Regions from separate parts of the Callithrix jacchus genome. Here region 1 is linked to region 2. The links are chromatin contacts, called in public Hi-C maps. All regions are on one chromosome and are shown on one strand. Each heading gives the region's core, a stretch centred on a gene start, on an enhancer-like site or on the middle of the called end of the contact. The rest is flanking DNA. Distances are from core to core; before and after follow the strand shown.

The links. Hi-C and Micro-C count contacts between places; a contact is called where the count stands out from the background.
Region 1: a Hi-C map of skeletal muscle shows a contact between it and region 2, with 13 times the contacts expected there. The contact joins the promoter of C10H11orf86 here to the enhancer-like site in region 2. A contact is called at or near these places in 3 of 3 Hi-C or Micro-C datasets (induced pluripotent stem cells and skeletal muscle).

What each region holds. Positions count from the first base shown.
Region 1 is chr10:124,067,921-124,070,620 of calJac240_pri, forward strand. It overlaps C10H11orf86 (chromosome 10 C11orf86 homolog), which reads left to right and starts at 1,369. Exons shown (of 2, transcript XM_009008546.5): 1 at 1,369-1,728; 2 at 2,285-2,700. The coding sequence starts at 1,453. The coding sequence ends at 2,359.
Region 2 is chr10:123,773,095-123,775,794 of calJac240_pri, forward strand. SPTBN2 (spectrin beta, non-erythrocytic 2) reads right to left here. Exons shown (of 37, transcript XM_078341475.1): 21 at 1,025-1,249; 22 at 678-767; 23 at 99-359. Among named protein-coding and RNA genes, the nearest start is that of RBM4B, 16 kb to the left of the region's middle. Within about 2 kb of position 1,262, at least 4 of the 16 cell types and tissues checked have an H3K27ac peak or open chromatin away from gene starts, as enhancers often do.

The sequences.
Region 1 (2,700 bases), core at 119-2,618, 290 kb after region 2:
GAGGTGGTCGGATCACAGGGTTGGATGCTCATGCATGGCTTAGCCCCATCCCCTTGGTGCTGTTTTCATAATAGTGAGTGAGTTCTTGTGAGATCTGGTTGTTTAAAAGTGTGTAGGCTGGGCATGGTGGCTCACGCCTGTAATCTCGGCACTATGGGAGACCAAGGTGGGCAGATCACTTGAGGCCAGGAGTTCAAGACCAGCCTGGGTGACAGAGTGAGACTCTGTCTCAAAAAAAGAAAAGAAAAAAGTATACAGTACCTTCCACTGCGTTCTCTCTTGCTCCTGCTCCCACCATGCAAGATGCCTCACTCCCAATTGCCTTCCACTGCGGTTGGAAGCTTCCTGAGGCCTCTCCCACAGCAGAAGCCACTGTGCTTCCTGTACAGCCTGCAGGACCATAAGCCAATTACACTTCTTGTCTTTATAAATTACCCAGTCTCAGGGATTTCTTATTTTCATTATTATTATTATTATTATTTGAGACTGAGTCTTGCTCTGTTGCCCAGGCTGGAGTGCAGTAGTGCAATCTCAGCTCACTGCAACCTCTGCTTCCTGGGTTCAAGCAATTCTCCTGCCTTAGTCTCCAGCATAGCTGAGATTACAGGCACCCGCCACCATGTCTGACTAATTTTTTTTGTTTTATTTTGTTTTGAGATGGAATCTTGCTCTATCACTTAGGCGGGAGTGCAGTGGTGTGATCTTAGCTCACTGCAACCTCCGCCTCCTGGGTTCAAATAATTCTTCTGCCTCAGCTTCCCAGGTAGGTGGGATAACAGGCACACGCCACCATGCCTGGCTTATTTTTGTATTTTTTCAGTAGAGACGGGGTTTCACCATGTTGGCCGGGCTGGTCTCGAACTCCTGACCTTATGATCCGCCTGCCTCAGCCTCCCAAAGTGCTGGGATTACAGGCATGAGCCACCGTGCCTGGCCTTTTTTTTTTTGAGATGGAGTCTCGCTCTGTCGCCCAGGCTGGTATGCAATGGCCCAATCTCAGCTCACTGCAACCTCCGCTTCCTAGGTTCATTTGATTCTCCTGCTTCAGCCTCCCAAGTAGCTGGGACTACAGGCGCACACCACCATGTCCAGCTGATTTTTGTATTTTTAGTAGAGAAACAGGGTTTCACCATGTTGGCCAGGATGGTCTCGAACTCTTGACCTCGTGATCCATCCACCTCGGCCTCCCAAAGTGCTGGGATTACTACAGGCATGAGCCACTGTACCTGGCTGGCCTTTACTCCCTGACTCAGAAGGTAGGGTGGCAGTGGTGAGGTGACTCAGGGATGCTTGGCCCTGTGGCCTGCCCTTTGATTTATGAAAGCCACCTCAGCAGCACCAACCTTTGTTCCCAGCTGATCTCTTGTCAGATGGGTGGCGGCACTGGGGCACCTCAGACAGCCAGCGTCTTGCTGAGGGTGGGAGCATCCTGTGCCTGCAGCCTCTGGAGCTATGGGACCAGGGCTGCGAAGCCAGTCCTTGAGAGGGCCCCGACCCTCCTATGGAAAGCTGCAGGAACCCTGGGGGAGGCCCCTGGAGGGCCAATTCCACAGGGCGCTGAGCCTCAGAGAGGGGCGTGAGAAGTCCAGGTCCCAGGGCCTCGACAGAGGCACAGAAGGGCCAGATGCCGCTGCTCAGGAGCAACTGCCGGGTAGCCTGGGGGATACAGAGCAGCTGATCCAAGCCCAGCGAGGAGGCAGCCGACGGTGGCTGAGGTGGTACCAACAGGTATGGCTGCAGGCTGAAGGATGGAGGGTGCCACAGCAGATAGGTGGGGATTTCAGGGCAGCAAAGGTTCAGAGGGAGAGCCATCTGGGGCTGTGTACTAAGATGACAACCGAGTGGCCTGGAGATGAGGGCGCAGAGAGAGATACCCCAGAGCCATATTTCAGAGGGCCCTGAAGGCATTTGGGATTTATCCCATAGGCGCTGGGGAGCCACTGAAGGTTTTAGAGGAGGAGGGTGATATGGTAAGAGCCGTTTTTAGCAGATTAATCTGACAGTATGTTGGACAGAGGAATGGAGCAGGAGGCAAGGAGATCAGCCAGTACAACTTCCCGGGAAGTACACTGTGTGACCCTTTCACCTCAGGGAAAAGGGGACATCCGGACCCCTTTGTGAGGAGCTGCCGGCTTCTGGTCCCTGCCTCCTTACTCTAAGAGAAAGGGTCGTGAATGAGCAGTGTTTCTCTCCCTGGGGTCTACCCCCACCTCGTGGCTGTGGGTGGAACAACAGCTAAGCCCACCACTCAGCCCGTGGGACCTACTCCACCTCTGTCTTCCAGCAGGTAAGGAGAAGGTGGGACAGCTTTGTCACCATCTTCCCCAGCGTGACTCTGAGTCAGCCGGCCTCCCCGTAGCCCACACTGGGCACCATCAGCTAAAGATGCTGGAAGCCATGGTGGCCCCCCTGCTGTGCCCGGACCAGCCTGCCGTGTCTGCTGACCTACCTACCTCTTCACAGCTCTCTGAACTATGGCTGGGTGGCCCAATGAGGCTTCTGCCACCAGCTCACTGGAGTCCCATGTGGCTGCCCCTCTTAGCTCTGGCCCTCCCACCCCAGCAGCTAGCTCTCTTCGAAGACCCCAGCAGGGCCAAAAAGAAGGGGGTTCAGCTCTCTGCCCTCTGGGCTTGGGTAAGGGCCTTGGACGCTGATTCTATGAAGGTTTAGAAGGAGCCTGCCCAGAATGGAGGCTGTGGA
Region 2 (2,700 bases), core at 12-2,511:
TGGGGGAAGGGACGGTGGGAGGGGACAGTGACATCAGGCGGTGGGTCAGCGGGAGGGCAGAACTGGCCACACACCCCGGGCTCTGCCCTGGCCCTCACCTTGGCCTTCTCCTGGCCCATCATGTGTAACTCCTGCTCACCCATCCAGGCCTCCGCCTCAGCAGCATCGCGGTAGAACTGCTGGGCTCGCAGGGCCTCCTCAAGTCGCTTCCCTCGAAGTTCCAGCTCATGGCCCAGGCGTTTCCACATTTCCTGCAGCTCAGCCAGCTCTGGGCCTGCCGCGGCTGCACCTAGCACATGCTGCCGCTCCCTCAGGTCCGCGATCCGGGGCTCATGGCCTTGAATCTCTTTTTGCAGGGTCTGCCCATGGCCACGGAAGAGAAAATGCTGAAAGTCCTCCCCAGCCTCACATGTTCCCGGAGACCACACTTCACCCCTGTGCCTCTCTCCTGCCTGGGTCCTCTGCTTCCTCTCCTAGCCCAGGAATGCAATGGTAATGCCCCTCAGCCCTCATTCTCTCCCACTGAGAGGACCTACCCTCCCAAGGAGGGAGGAGAGAGAGCCACTGAAGCCCAGGATTGTACTCAACATCAAGGTGGGGCCTGATCCTAAAAAACACACGTCCAAGACTGGGGAGGCTGCTGGGAACTTCTCTTTTGCCTTCAGCCTCTGCCTCACCTGGTTTTTCTTCATGAGAAGCTGGACACTGGGCAGGTCCTTGCCATGTTCCATGGAGCTGGCCATGGGCAGCCGCTCTGTCACCCACAACTGGAAGAGAAAGGGGGTCAGTGGAGGCCCAGAGGGCAAAGCGAGCACCAGGGACTGGTTACTGGGAGTGGGGACACCTGGGGCTACTGCCACATGTGTAGGGAACAGTCATCTCTGGTTCTGGGGGACATCCCCAAGTCTCCCTAGAGGGGAGATTGTTAATGCCAAAGAGAAGAGGGAACAGAGCCCTGCTGGCATCTCCCCAGCATACAGGAGGGAGGCTGGAAAGCTTGCTGTCTTTGGCCTTAGTGACTCACAATCTCATCTTCCACGTCCCGGTGGAACTGGTGCTGCTCTCGAGAAGCCTGCAGACGCTGGCAGCGTTCCCGCATGGGCTGGCACAAGGCCCTGAACTTCTCCTCCACGGCCCTTGAGGTCCTCTCCACCTCCCCTGCACCCTGGTCCTCCTGGGCCAGCGCTTTGGCCTGGGCCTGGATCGCCTCCACCTCCTTCTCTCTCACAGCCATCTCCCACTCCAGCATCTGCAACCGTGAGGAGGAAGGGCCTGTTAGCTCTGCATTTCCACTTTCACACCTAGCAGAGACACGCATCTCTATCAGCCCACTGTGGCTGCTTGGTGCTGTGGCTCACCCCAGGAAGAGCATCCCTTCATAGGCTGGATCAGTGGATCTCAAACTTTATGTACCCAAGAATCCAAGGGCGGAGGTTGAAAAATCCCTATTGAGTACTGTGCTCCTTACCTGGGTGATGGATTCAATTGTACCCCAAACCTCAGCATCACACAGTATACCCTTATAACAAACCCGCACACGCATACCCGAATCTAAAAGATTGAAATAAAAAAATCCAGGATAGTGTGATAACTGTGCCTGTTATCAACTGCTGGTCTCATCCCCAATCCATCGTGGTCCTGCTTTAGACACAGGAACTGGTCCCTGTAAACATTCCTCCTTTGCCAGCGGGCGCAATGCTAGGCCTTGTCAGCAGAGGGCGGTGGAGGGACACCACAGTGCCTAGAGGATGAGTATTCCACCCTTCCAGGTACTTTTCTTCCTCCTACAGCTCAACTGTCCACAGTGCGCAAGAGATCCGGTGGCTGTCACTCTCTGGCAAGTTTTGCTGCACTCCAGTGGCCACTTCCTGCTGGCCAGCCTTGGCTTGCTAGTTCCAGACCTGCTCTGGCCTGTGACACCCCAGAAAATTTCCAGGCTATTCAGTGGGTCTCTACCCTCTCTGAGGAGGTCTGAGACTCAGCCATCTTGCTACTTCCTGGGGGACTCCTTGATCCCACAGGTAGCATCTCCCTACACTTCCTATTCTGTATATTTTTTTTTTTTTGACACTGAATCTTGGTCTGTTGCCAGGCTGGAGCGCAGTGGTGAATCTCGACTCACTGCAACCTCTGCATCCGGGTTCAAGCAATTCTTTCACCTCAGCATCCCGAGTAACTGGGACTACAGGCACGCGCCACCACACCCAGCTAATTTTTGTAGTTTTAGTAGAGACGGGGTTTCACCATGTTGGCCAGGATGGTCTCCATCTTTTGACCTCATGATCCACCCACCTCGGCCTCCCAAAGTGCTGGGATTACAGGCATGAGCCACCGTGCACGGCCCCCATTCTATATTCTTTAGAGCAGGGACCAGTAAGTCCAGCTCACTGCCTATCTTTATAAAGTTTTTATTGGACCACAGCCGCACCTCTTTTTTTAAAAATTTTTGAGACAAGTCTTGTTCTGCCCCCCAGGCTGGAGTGCAGTGGCTCCCTCACAGCCCACTGCAGCTGCAACTTCCCAGGCTCAGACAATCTTCTCACCTCAGCCTCCTGAGAATCTGGGACTACAGGTACATGCCACCACCAGGCCTGGCTAATTTTTGTATTTTTTTGTGGGGATGGGGTTTCCCAAAGTGCTGGGATTACAGGTGTGAACCACCACGCCTGGCCACAACCCTTATCTTACATATAATCCACA